Linked DNA regions of Mus musculus: regions 1 and 2 are each linked to region 3. A link is a contact called in public Hi-C data. All regions are on one chromosome and are shown on one strand. Each heading gives the region's core, a stretch centred on a gene start, on an enhancer-like site or on the middle of the called end of the contact. The rest is flanking DNA. Distances are from core to core; before and after follow the strand shown.

Region 1 (4,941 bases), core at 202-2,701, 150 kb after region 3:
TTTTATTGAAGTAAATGGGGCAGGGAGGACAATGCTGATGGATGGTAAAATATAGAGACGGGGAAAAGGCTGAGAGATGCTGATCCTTTGATGTCTCATGGACCCCTCATGTGTTTTAGTCACCACATGCATTGCCATTCCAGTCTTGGTTTACTTCCTGCATGGCCTGCTTAGTAAATGACCCCAACACTCAGCCCATTCTATAACCCTGAAAGCAAGCCCCAGAAGCCACCTCTCTACCCCCTTCCTTGTATGTAGCCAGTCACTGGCTTTTGTTGTTACCCTTGAATTATTTCTCAACTCCTCCCTTTGACTTCTGCCACAATTAAACCACAGGAATCAAAGCCACAATCATCTCCTTCCTTACAGAAAATTTTCTAGTCGGCTCTCTCCACCCTATTCTTAGCTGCATTACGGATGCTTTTCTTCATGTTACATTGGATTTAGAAGAATAGGAAAGGAATTAAAATATTCCCAGTACAAAATACTAATAAGTATTTTAAAAATGGAAGTTTTGCTTTATTTAAAGATATAGTCTATGAGCGTGTCATATTAAATTACTACATCACATGCCATAAGTAGATACCATTCAGTAATTTTGAATGAAAAATGATGATAATAAGCCCCTTCCTTAGTAGACTGGATAACTTACATTAACTCTAGTCGTTGCTATATATGTTCTTATTTTTAATAAATTATTCTTGTAACCCCATGCCTACTTCTCATCTCCATTCTTTCTTCTTTCTCAACAATGCTCAGCCAGTTCCTCTGGGAAGCTTTCCACCACTGACTAATATCAGCTTTTGTGTTCCTCCTGAGAGGTGCCTCAGTTCCCTGTTTCCACTCTCTTGAAGCCAGGTCACATGACTTAACCTCTGGCCCAGGCACCCTCAGAAAGCTGAACCCATTCGTGTTTCTCAGCACACTGTCTGACACACCATAGGAACTCAATGTGTGTTATTGCTGAGAGTGTGCACAGAAGCTAGAAAGCACACTCAGCAGAATGGAGAGAACTGCACTAGAGCTCCTGTGTGAAAATCAGTGCGACTTTAGTCCAGAAAAAAAAAAAAAAACTGGAGGCTCAAAAAGGTCTCCAACTGACATTTTCTAGTAAAATAAATAAATAAATAAATAAATAAATAAATAAATAAATCTGTTTAAAGACATTAAGATCTATCTGCCATCACTCCATACCTCCTGTTCTCCTATGGACACTCTGCTTGGACACTCTGTTTTCAGAGTACATTTCTTTCTCACTGGCCTTCCCAATGATATCATTTGCTGAAGTGCCATAACAGAGGTACACAGTTTCAGCCACAGAAACCCATTGTCCTGCAGATCTGGAGTTCCATCTGTGGTGAAGAGGTTGGCAAGGTTGTTTCCCCCACCCCAAACCCCCGCCCAGGACTCTGAGACACAGTCTGTTACATTCCTCTCTCCCAGCTTCCAGTGGCCTTAGTCATTCCTTGGCATGGTGATGCTGTTTCTCTTCCCCCTGCATCTTCACACTGCTTATCCTCTGTGCGTGTCTGTCTCTTCACATGGCACCTTATTCTCATATTACTCGTCTTAAATAAACATATCTGTAAGGAACTTACTTCCAAATAAGGTCACATTGTGACATACCAGGAGTGTGTGTACATATACATATACACATAAGTGTGTGTGTGTGTGTGTGTGTGTGTGTGTGTGTGTGTGTGTGTGTGAATTTAAGGAAGATACAATTAGTAATACAGATGAGCATTTTATAGCTACCGTTATTGAGGCTCTGCCTTAGGTCCATGCAAACCAAAAATTTTAATACTATATGCATCTAAGGAAAGGAAAGTTCAAATTCATTTCCTATCAACATCTTTAACAGAAATAAGTTTGATGGCACATGAAACATTCCCTTCAATAGTTACTTCCTGTAAAGTTATGTGTGCAAGAGTGCCAAGGGGAACATAAAAGCCCTAATGATGTCTTCAAACACCATGAAGAGAGAAACCCTGGTGGATCAGGGATTTTTATCTAGGGAAAAAATACTTTTAAAGATATCGTCCTTCACAAATGATAATCACTTAATATTTATACAATAGCTATTTATTCTTTACAAGTATATCTTTATCAATAGACAGAAAAATTACTTTCAACTATTGTATTTTAGAATTCTATTACAATGCTCTCAAGGCTAAAATGAGTAACACTGTTTCACACCTTGGTACTACATCCCTTGAATGCTGTGCTACAGTATTGCTAAGAACAATTGGAATTTTCTTTGACTCTTAGTGAGTTTTCATCAGAATAAAGATACAGTTTTCCCTAGGGCAGATGCATTCCTGCATAATTGTTAATGGGTGTGTAGTAAAGGTGGAAGAAAAATACAAGTTTTTAAACGAACAAATTTGGTTAATGAAATACTAATTTTGAATCCAAAGGATTACCACAAATAGTCCTAACCAAACCGAAATCCTCTTCCAGGAACTGAAAACAATTAAAAGACTGTGATTTTTTTTTTCTTATTTACATCCTACAGACGTATTCAGACCAGAGGGTTTTTGATTGCCTGTCAGCGCAGGGAGAACAGCGAACAACTGAACCTAGTTTCTTCATGAGAGTGAATATCTGTGAAATCACTGCAAGGAAAGAAGAGATTAACAAATACAAACTTCTCTTCTGTGAAGAAGGAGGGATATATAATTAGAGTAATTACAGTTTAATCCTCAGGATTATATTGATAATTAGAACAGAACAAATGTGATAAAACAGATCAGTATTTTCAAATGGCAGGTGAATATCTATTAATAGTTTATAGAACCAAATTACTGAGTCACATGTAATAATAAACAAACATGGCTGAGAATATATGTAGCTCAGTGGCAGGAATGTTTGTCTAGTACACCCGAGGCTCTGAGTGCTAATGAATGGTGAAGCCTTTACTAGTTATGAATTCACAGCAGTTATGGCTGCTTGAATAAGACCAAACTAGTAAACATTCCATGATGGATGTCAAGATAACTCCCAGGCTGGAAGCTATTAGCAGCTTATGAATGGCAGGAGAGGGAGGGTCACTTTTATTCAAGGGTGCAACCTTTTATATGTTGCCTGTTCTCGAGGGTGTCCTACACTCATATGCCTGTAAGCAGTATGAATTTGGCTCAGTGAATTATAAAGAAAAAGAAAAAGAAGAAAAAGAAAATATGAAGTGGGAAGAGAGCATGGAAAGAAGCCAAAAAGAAGTTGGAGAAGGTTATAAGTGGATATAATCAAAATGCATTTATATATTTTCAAAAAGAGATAAATAAAATAGTATTTCATGACATCTTTATTCTGAGTTTACTAAGTACCATATCAATAAGATATGTATATTTTACTGAAAATTATTCTCATACGAATTTGAAAGCTACTAGCTATCAACTCAGCTGTTTTGGCTCAAAACTCCTCTCCAAACTGACTGATTCAAATGGACTTCTCTTAGCTTTTGACTGAATTGCTCTGCTTGGCTTCAAACTAATTCTGGCAATCTGTTCGAATTTTCTGGATTCTAACCTTCTGGATCTTCCTCATTCTCTGGCCCCTTCTATCTTCATGTATAACCTGTCTTTGTAAACCTGCCCCCCCCAAAATCAATCTCTCTCTCTCTCTCTCTCTCTCTCTCTCTCTCTCTCTCTCTCTCTCTCTCTCTCTCTCCCCTTCCCCTCCCTGTTCCCCTCTCCTTTTCCCCTCTACCATCCCCCATTTATCTCTGAGCTTCTCTCTTAAGAGACCTCTCTTTCCTGGACTGTTCTTAAGAGGGATGAATCCTTTCTCTGATTCATTCCATCAAATTTTTTTCTCTTATTCATCACTTTGTTACTCAATTAAAAGTCACTTCCAAACATGGCTGCTTCCTCCTACAAATTAACTTTGCCTGCAGTGTGTGGGATTAAAGGTGTGCACTAAGGTCCTGTCTGTATTCCAGCCAAAGGGATTAAATGTGTGTCATTCCAGTCAGATCACACAGTCCTAGGTCTTTGGATGTGTTCCTTTGCCAAAGCAGGCATGTTGCTGGATAAAATTTCTCTACACTACACACTTGAGTCTGAGAAGTCGGAGGCCCAAAGCCCAAATAGTTGGCTAAGACTGACTCCTATCTCTGAGAGGTATTTTGTCTTCCTTCCCTCCAGAAATGGAGTAGGCAGATGTCAAAGGGAAATGATGAATCTCTAAAAAATCTCACACAAATAACATTATAATATCTTGTAAAAAAAAAAACTGAACCAATAGCATCTAAGCAATATCAGGTTTAATTTACCAATATAGTTGCTGACTATATACCAAGAAAGGAGAGGATAAAACAGGACTCTGGGCCGTGATTCTCCCTGAGGGAAATAAACAAAACTGCACCAGAGCCCAGAGATTGAGCTCTAAGCTCAGATAAATATTCTCACATAGTACAGATTCCAACCTATAGCCTCAATTTTTAACGTGTCTAAATATTGTTTATGGTATGTGCAAGATTGCCACAGAGAAAAATGGCATTTATATAATCTGATATGCTGTCAATTTAGGAAAAATAAAAATACCGACTAGATTATTTTTTCTCCCAAACAGAAAAAAAACTCCTTATATTATGGGGATATATATATATCCCCATAATATAAGTTTTTATAGTGCAGTTTTGTTTATTTCCCTCAGGGAGAATCACGGCCCAGAGTCCTGTTTTATCCTCTCCTTTCTTGGTATATAGTCAGCAACTATATTGGTAAATTAAACCTGATATTGCTTAGATGCTATTGGTTCAGTTTTTTTTTTACAAGATATTATAATGTTATTTGTGTGAGATTTTTTAGAGATTCATCATTTCCCTTTGACATCTGCCTACTCCATTTCTGGAGGGAAGGAAGACAAAATACCTCTCAGAGATAGGAGTCAGTCTTAGCCATAATATATATATATATTATGAGTACATTGTCACTCTCT
Region 2 (4,457 bases), core at 1,590-4,089, 130 kb after region 3:
GGGAGGGAGAGTGGGTAGAGTGAGTATGTTGAAAATGCCAATCAGAAAATAAAATCACAAGAAGACAAGGGATCTAAATTCCCAACTGGTCCCCAAAACTGCTTCATGGCCTCTAGGTGCCAGAGCCTGGCGAAATGGTGACAGGATCTTCTCAGGTTTACCAAAGAATGGATCTGCTGAAATAGTGTACTGACATTTTCACTGAGCTGCAGAGCCCCTCCTCTGCACACAGGCTTGCCAGTCCTTGGAGTTCCTGGAGGTCTTGAGCATGGGTAATGGACAGAGACAAGAGTTGAGACTGGGGGCAGGTAGCTCTCTCTTCTTCTAAACTTTATTATTATTATTATTATTATTATTATTATTATTATTATTATTATTATTATCTTGTGAATTGCATCCTGGCCACAGTGTCCCCTCCCCCAACTCCTCACTGTCCTCACCTCATTTCCCCTTCTCCTCAGATCCAATCGTCCTCCACTTCCCTTCAGAAAAGAATAGACCTCCTAGGGATAGCAATCAAATACAACATAACAAGATACAATAAGAGTAAGCATGAAAACAACAACAACAAATCAGGCTAAAGAGTCAGAGATACCACCGCTCCCACCGTAAGGAGTCCCTCAAGAATACCAAGCTACATGGACATACATGGACATACATGGACATATATACAGAGGACTAGTTCGGACCCATACAGGCTCTCTGCTCATCCCATCAGTCTCTGCGAGCCCCTATGAGTGCTGCTTAGATCCTGTGGGCTGTGTTCTTGTGTTGAATACTACCTATAATCTCCTGTACTTTTTCTCCTCTGTGACCTTTATTTTGTGAATATTCTTCTTAGTAAATTCTCAAATTATGATGATGGAGAGGGTCAGCTGTTCCCTGATCTTGACAAATTGTTGATCGTTTTATTTTCTTAAGAAATAATGTGAACACATGGACCAACATATTTCACTGTATAGGTTACTCTTCTTAGAAGAAAGGACGTGCGTGAATTATGTACATATCCCAAACATTCCTTTCCCGGTCTGATTACACCAGTGTAAGAACTTGATTAAGATATAAACTTTATCCTTGCTTTGGGGGCTGATTACTTAGTGGGGAATTGGTTTTTAACATTTAGTATAATCCAGGTACTTGGTCTACAAGTACTTCTATATGGAGAAACCAATGCTTTTATTTGATAACTCAATATATGTTCTGAAGATACAAAACTGACTTTATTAATTCATTTTCCTTGCATAAAAATTAGTTGTTTAAAAGTAGTTTGGGGGTAGGAGACTAATTGTTTGGGAGTGAAGCGTAATTCAATAATACAGTGTTTGCCTGGGATATGTAAGGTCCTTGGTTCAAGCAAGAAGCCTCAGAAAGTCTGTCTTCTCATAGTTTTTCTTATAAACATCTTGTCTCTGACTCTTTTGCCTGCTCTTGGGACTCTTTTCCACTTACAGGTTGCCTTGCCCAGGCTCTATATGAGGGCGTTTGCCTTGTCCGATTGCATCTTGTTTTGTCTTGTTTGGCTGTTATCTCTTGGAGGTCTGCTCTTTTCTGAAGGGACACAGAGGGTAGACTGGATCAGGGAGAGTTGGAGCTCGGGGGAGTGGAGCTGGGAGGAGCAGAGGAAAGGGAAACTGTGGTCAGGACACATTGTATGATACAAGAATCTATTTTCAATAATTATTTTTAAAAAGTCATTCACTTCAGTTGTTTTTCCACTGTGATAATGGATTTGTTCTGACTCATTGATGCTCTTTTGATGGGGTTTTACTGTAAACAGTGGCAAATGTGTGAAATGTTTATGGGGCTTAGCACCATAGGTATAAGATAGGATTTTCAAATTTTATTTTCTCTGTACAAAAAAAAAAAAATCATTGAGTCAAAGCTAAGCTCTTAGCTCCTTTATCAATGAGTTTAGGTCAAACAGGGTAAACTATGAGTTCAAAGTGGCCTGTCCATTTATAATTAACCAGAATGTGTACTAATTACCATTTAGCAAATGCCGTTTATGACCAGATATTGTACATCTAAATTAGCTCTCAACTAATTACTCTGTAAGTACACGGTAGATACCATAACTAATCACTTATGATGTATTCCATTTCCCAGACAATATGTTGACTGAAGCATTGTATCACCATGAGTCTATCTGAAGTAGAGTGCAAAGGGCACACATGACCAAAGTTGGCCGAACAGCATAGCAAAGGATTTAGATTCCATAGTGTAAAGTTAAAAGTTTCTTTCTTTCTTCAACTAAAACATCTGATTTCTTATTTATTATTTATTGCCTCTGGCAATCATCTTAGAATTGCAAAGGAAAACAGCTGGAAAGGACCTCTCTCCCTGCCCGAGAAAATATCCCTAGCCATTAATGACATCTTGGAGCCACCTGGGACCCATTCCTTTCTGCACTTCCAAATAGATAGTTAAGGAAATAAATGAGCTCCTGCCAAAGCTCATTTAGAATGGGACCCTTGTCGGTATTATAATTCTAAATGCAGACTTTATGACCCAGAAAGCATGCCACATGGTGCCAAAAACTACTATCTCCACTTGAAGAAAAGTGACACTTGGAGATCTTGTGTCTCTTCTTTGCTCTGTTAACAAGTGGCACTTGTACTGTCCAATCACTTTTTCTCTACAATAGTATGTGGGTACGATATTTTATGATCCACTTTCTGAGGAAAATGATCACTTGGACGAGGGAAAAAAATGTTTTTCTGATCTGTCCATTAAAAACAGATGATGAAGGTTAACAAAAATTCATGAGTCAAGACTGATACTACTAAATACACCAGCTATGTCTTTGGAATCTAAAAATACACCAAATGACAAGCTATGAAGTGCTCTTGACGTCAGTAGATGACAGTCACCAGCTGAGATCACTGTTTGACCTTCTCGAAACTGCCTCACAGATAAACCTGTGCTGCAATCTTTTAGGTCAAGACCATAGAATAAAACTGGGCGTGGCGCTATATGCTTGTAATCCCAGTCCTGGGAGATGCATGCAAGAAGATGAGAAGTTCAAGGCTACCCTCGGCTACATAGTTAGCTGAAGCTGAGCTGAGCTGTTTCAAAAAACAAACAAACAACAAAGACTGTGCAGTCATCCTGGTGGAGTTCCTGAGCCACTGTTACATGCAATAAGACATTACATCCTTCTAAACTGGGCTAAGAGAACACCCAGAGCTCAAACAACCTCATGATCTACATATTAATTATGTAGGGAGACCTGGAGAGATGCTTCATTTATCTTTCCTACACTTCATTAATTCTTTATGCAACTCAAATTTGAACCTAAGCTACCAAAATTGCCTTTAAGAGGCTTTTCTCACAAAATTCAGTGAAATCCATTCAATTTTTAAAATATCTGCTTAGCCGAATCAGAGTTGTATATTGTATATCTTCGACACTAAAGAAGTTTCTGAACTTTTTCTTTTTTTTTTCTTTTCTTTTTTCTTTTTTCTTTTTTTATTTACAACCTACTGTCACTGTCCTCCTGGAGACACAACTCTGCTATCTTTTTTATCTTTCTGGGTGTATTTAGAAATAAGTAGACTTATGCAAAAAAAAAAAATAATAACTAATCTAGAGGAGGAAAACACAGTAGACCCGTGTTGATTCTTCACTGCCCTGCTCAAATATTAAAGTTAGTATCTGAACTTAGAAAACCCACATCAACAATGCCCTGCTGCAGCTCATGGATCTAAAGGCTCACCCTATCTCCTCCCACCAGCATCCTATCCAAAGGGCAAGTACAGAAAAATATTTAATTTGTGGGTGAACAGAGTTATGACTCGATAAGTCACCAGCTTTGGAGCAGAGCCACAATTCATGGTTCTCAGCCAGTGTAAACAGGGACAAGGAAATACTATTATTTTCACCATGGTGCACTGAGTGCAGGAGAAATGGAAATGTTAACCCATCTGGTATCACTGCGCTGCAATATATCTATTTTGTGTACTGAGTAAAATGAGGTCGGGTTTTTTCCTTTGGAAAAAAAATGCTTTTAAGATTTCAAAATACATTGTCTAGACTGGCGGTAACTTCAAGGTTTCTATCTCATGAATGGCATCATGGGGGAAACTCTACACATACTGAAGTGGATATTTCAGGTTTAGAAACTGCCTAATTATATGTTCTTGGGGCAATCAGATGAGCAATGTAGGCTAAGTGAATATAAGTGCGTAAATGACAGTCTGGATAATATAAGGAAATTATTCTCAGGTCTAGCTAGGTGAAAACTACCATATTGGTTCTATTGTGTTACATAAACAAGGCCTTTGTGTTCCAGGGCAATGATTGCATTCTTCATTGTTTATGTTATGTGTGAGCAAATTCTCTTCAAAAGGTTGGGTGTGCTCCTAGGCCTCTTTTTGTTTATAGGAACATAAGATAACCTGGGGAGGAGCTATGCTGCTAAGAGGATGATTGCACATTCTCTTCTTTAATCCTTTATC
Region 3 (4,635 bases), core at 1,967-4,466:
ACACTTTCCCAGTGTGGACTCCCTGCAGCTAAGAACTGTATCTCTGTCTCCTGTTGCTTCACTCAAGGCTGGTACATTTGCCTATCTGCCACCTCCATCTTCATACTTATTACGACTTTTTTTTCCACTGATGAAGTTATCTTTACCAATAGCCATGTTATTAACACAACGAATTGCAGAAATTACAGGATTGCAGAATTACAGAAATTCCTCGTCTCCTGTTTGAGGGGACCCAGGTCTGTTTAATAGCTTAATAGCTTCACAGAATCGTTGGTCACAGAGCCAGTGAGTGAGAGTTTGATGTGAATGTGTGTCTGAAAAATGAAAGGTCACGTAGGGGAGCCTGCTGCACAGAGAAACGTCCGCAGACCATGTCAGTGTTGGATTCAAGGGTAAATCTTTTTTAAATGCCAATAAATACCTGCCTTTCTTTATTCACTTTTCTCTCAAGATGTCAGATTACACCTTAGAGAAAATCTCTCCAAGACCTGGCATTTGCAGATATGCCTCACTTCCACCCATGCGGTAGCCCACAAAGCATTGGGTGTTACCCTGGGAAAATTGGTGTTTGCATATCTGAAGGAATGAAAATTAAGATGGAAAACCCCAGGCCACACTGATTAACTTTCGAAGGTCATGTTGATCTACCGGACAGTCGGGATTCCCTATAGCTTATGGTGTCTCTAAGGAAGGTCTTCAGTGAGACTTCAATCACTCATTACAATCAAGTGGTCAACTTTACCAAGGAGTTATGAGATCTGCCCCACACGTCTTCTCTAAATTAGCACTGATTTTTTTTTTTAAGATGGAGATGAAACCTATAGACCAAACTGCAGAGCTCTCTGGCCGCCTAAGTACACCAAAGCCATAGCGGAGCAGAAACTGTAAAAGAGGCTAAAGTTGAACCCAGTTTATATTTCACCATGCCTGCATGCAGCACACACTTTGCCTGCCATCTGTAGCCGGGTGGGATTGATTGCCGCAGGACATAATTATTTTAAAAGGCAATTAATTTGATTACCAGCAATGAAGTTTTATCTATGCAAACTACAAGGACAATCTGATGAAAGAAAGTAATCAAGTTTCCGAATCAAAATGCAAGGTGTGTCTTTCAGGGGGTGGGAGAGAGAGGAAGCCGTCTCTCTGGAGAGACAGAATGAGAAATTGGTAAGTCAAGCGTTGTTGTCCCACTCCATCTACTACATGATAATCTCAGATCTCAGAACTTGAACACAAGAAATGGAAACGCCCTACATCATGTGAATTTCTGATGCTGTGCCTTTCACTATCAGATCTGAGGGGAAAGAAGGGACCATGAGTAATTATGTATGGCTTCTAGATGGTTTTCTATAGACATTGTATCCTTTACATTTCTCCTCATGACAAGTTCTGCAAAGGAGCTGACCATGATCACAAAGCATGGAAGAGATGATGACTGACTAATAAGGAGTCCCCCCAGCATGTCCTCATCTTTATCTCTTGAACCCGTGGACATTACTTTACTTGCAACAAGGGACTTGGTCAGCATGGCTGAGAATTTCTCGGATGGCAAGAATAGCCTGGCTTATCCAGATTTTTTCAGTGTGATCATATACATACTGTGTGTGATGCTGTCAGAGGCCAGAGGAGGATGCCAGATCCCCGGGACTTAAGTTACAGATAGTTGTGGGTGCAGGGAACCGAACCCAGGTCCTCCATCAGAGCTGCCAGTGCTCTTAAACATTTATCTTTCTTCTCTGCCTCTCCATTCTTATAAAGAGGACATTTCATTACAGAATAGAGATGATACGACGGAAGGTGATTGACAACCAAGAAGTGCTGGTGACCCCTAAAGTGGGATCTTCCTGGAGCCTTCAGGAGGAGGCAGGGCTAGCTTTAAAATAGCCACTGACACACTGATGTGCCTTTAAATATATCCTGGATTTCTTACCTTCAGAGATGGAGGAGAATAGATATGTGCTTCTTTTAAGTAGGCATGTACGATTTGTTACAGGGATGGTGGAAACAAATATAATCATTGTTTAAAGGCCAAATACCCTAAAGGAGCAACTTAAGAATGGAATGTTGTTGTTGTTGTTGTTGTTGTTTTGCTCAGAGATTTGGAGATTTCAATCCACAGATGTTTGGCTCTGTAATCTTCAGCAAGAACATGGGACAGGGAGCATCTTCATGGAGGACAAAAGACAGAAGGGATAACAGGAAAAGGTTTCACAGAAGATACTTTCAAGAACCACCCACCATTACTTACTTGCTCCAGCTGGGTCGCATGTCCTAAAGGTTTTAAAGGGAGGTAACATACGAGCCAGTGGAGACCCTGTTAGATTCGAACAGTAACACTGAAAATTCTACCCTACCACTCAGGCAGGAAGCCTGCCCTCTTTCAACTATTAAACATTGTGATTTCATTTAAAATGCCAGAATTGTGTGCACACACAAAGAGACATACATCAGCCCAATTTGGACAAGATTGTTGATCGAGTATTGAATTATGTGATAAAATTGTTACTGATTCAATCATCAAAATGGCTTCACTTGCTAATATATTTTAGGATGGTTATATTATTTCCAAGAGAAAAAGATCTAAGATATTCACCCTTTATATGTCCATTAGTCAGTAATTTTGACTTTGACAGTTCCAAAAATATATTCTGAGATAAAACATTTTGATACCAAGTCACAAATGCATAGGCATCTGTTATCCCAAGACCCATTAATTTCTCGTAGCTCTAATATTTTCCTTATCAGTAACTTTAAATATCTGTGTATAATATTGCACAGCTGATGGTATCCCCTTTACAACATCAAAACCTATAATCTGAATTCTATCTTTAGTGAATTTTTGATTAATTCTAAAGCTTCGTTCAAATCACTAAACACAGCCTCAGTCCCCTTATTTATAAAAATAAATTTATAAAATAAAGAATATTACTGGACACTTGCCCCAACAGATCAGCTGTAAGGTTTTTTTTACTCAGGCGAATATGACAAAAATGATAGGCCTCCCACAAAAAGAAAAAAAAATCGGAGTGGAATTCAAATGTGCTCATTAACACAAGGTGCCACTAGGGGTCAGATTAAGTTTAGTAAGTCTATCTAATATGGCCTGCATACAAAACAAAAACTGCTATTATTCTGACGCCCTTCCCAGCCTGCACCTACCCTCTTCTGAGCTGACTGACTGTGGCCACGTGTTATAGACTAACACTCGAAGATCTCTGAAAGCATGCTGCTACATTCATTAACCTGCAATCCGTAACTGTCTTGTACCAGAATGCTTACCTTTCCTGCCTGAATGGCGTTAATTGAATGTGTCACCTGAAGCTCCTCTGCTTCGTGTTTGTTCGTGTTACCGTGTTAATCAATCAGTCGCACAGAATTGAAATTGTAAAAGATTAAAAAAAAACCTTTGCCTGCAAACACTCCGTGGATCTAGGTGGAATTAGGCGAAGAACGCGTGATCTGTAAGTAACAATTGACTCTGCACCACACACTCATAGTGATTTGAGTAGAAGCCAGCTGGAGGCTCAGCACCGCGGGCATGGCAACGCCCTGTGGCAGAGGACTCCCTTTCTCGGCCTTTGTCACCCCGTAGTGTGAAATATGACTGTGTGGTCAGAAGGCAGAGTGTATCCCAGACACTGTGTTCAGAATGAAGGTAAAAGACCCTGGTCTGACCTGTGGTCTCAGATGGTTCTGTGGTATGAGGACAAGGCAAAGTGTCCTTATGGATGTCACTGAATAAGAACAGCGGGATTCAGATTTAACCTCTAAACTCCGACGATCCTACAATATTCTCAGGGTCACATTCTCAGGTCTCACAGTTCTCAGGGTCACAGCCTTGACAGTTCTCTCCAGCAGCTTCTTTGGGGCACGCCATCTCAGCCTTATCTACTCTACAATACAGTTGCTACCATATGTATTCAGTTCCCCATATGTACTCAGTTCCCCTTGACATTCATATTCCCAATAGCCAGAATTAAGTACTGACGACCTGATAGCTCGAACGTGATTCAGAAGAAGAAAAGTAACCTATCATCTTGAGCTGTTAAATATCACTGTGCATATGTTCATATTCTGTAAGATTTTAGAGTTGATAGGAGATCGGCTCTGCCCTTATCTCCACACCTCCCATCCTCTAGTGCTGAGGCAACAATTGCAGCTTCCCATCCGAAGTCCTCCTTCCTCACCATTCGTATCTCCTTTCAGGATAGTCAAAGATGGCGCAACCGAGACTCAGAAAAGTTGGCAGCACACTCAAAAGCAGAAGGTGTCCAGGTAGAGAAGCTTAGCCACGACGTATCATGTGTTTTGCGTTCCTTGTTTCAGTAAATCACACAGCAGCAAACCACCCTCCCTCCCTCCACTCATTTCTCCTCTACCCAAGGCCTCAGAGCTACACACTTGAATGATTGATTGATTGATTGATTGATTGATTATCTCCGGCCCTGCTTAAAGATATTCTGATCTCTTTTCATTTCTCATGTATGATCTATTTCACCTTTTCTTTTTTTCCACACAGTTTTAAATATCGTTTATACCAGACCAGACCAACTTTCAAATTTATGTCTCTCAGCCACACATATTTCTTTTTCTACCAATCCCAAAGGGCTTTGCCAGTAAATATGGTTTAGAAAA

The links. A called contact is a pair of places that touch in the nucleus more often than the background predicts.
Region 1: a Hi-C map of pancreatic cancer cells shows a contact between it and region 3, with 6 times the contacts expected there. The contact joins two enhancer-like sites. A contact is called at or near these places in 3 of 484 Hi-C or Micro-C datasets (brown adipocytes, myocytes and pancreatic cancer cells).
Region 2: a Hi-C map of pancreatic cancer cells shows a contact between it and region 3, with 2.2 times the contacts expected there. The contact joins two enhancer-like sites. A contact is called at or near these places in 1 of 39 promoter capture datasets (liver) and 3 of 484 Hi-C or Micro-C datasets (the HL-1 cell line, embryonic fibroblasts and pancreatic cancer cells).

What each region holds. Positions count from the first base shown.
Region 1 is chr16:55,630,965-55,635,905 of GRCm38.p6, forward strand. No RefSeq gene overlaps it. Among named protein-coding and RNA genes, the nearest start is that of Gm23003, 39 kb to the left of the region's middle. Within about 2 kb of position 1,452, at least 51 of the 459 cell types and tissues checked have an H3K27ac peak or open chromatin away from gene starts, as enhancers often do. A contact at or near this core is called in pancreatic cancer cells, where this site is marked.
Region 2 is chr16:55,609,257-55,613,713 of GRCm38.p6, forward strand. No RefSeq gene overlaps it. Among named protein-coding and RNA genes, the nearest start is that of Gm23003, 17 kb to the left of the region's middle. Within about 2 kb of position 2,840, at least 30 of the 459 cell types and tissues checked have an H3K27ac peak or open chromatin away from gene starts, as enhancers often do. A contact at or near this core is called in pancreatic cancer cells, where this site is marked.
Region 3 is chr16:55,477,380-55,482,014 of GRCm38.p6, forward strand. The region is part of intron 2 of Gm45968 (a long non-coding RNA gene); the gene reads right to left. Among named protein-coding and RNA genes, the nearest start is that of Mir5118, 15 kb to the right of the region's middle. Within about 2 kb of position 3,217, at least 7 of the 459 cell types and tissues checked have an H3K27ac peak or open chromatin away from gene starts, as enhancers often do. A contact at or near this core is called in pancreatic cancer cells, where this site is marked.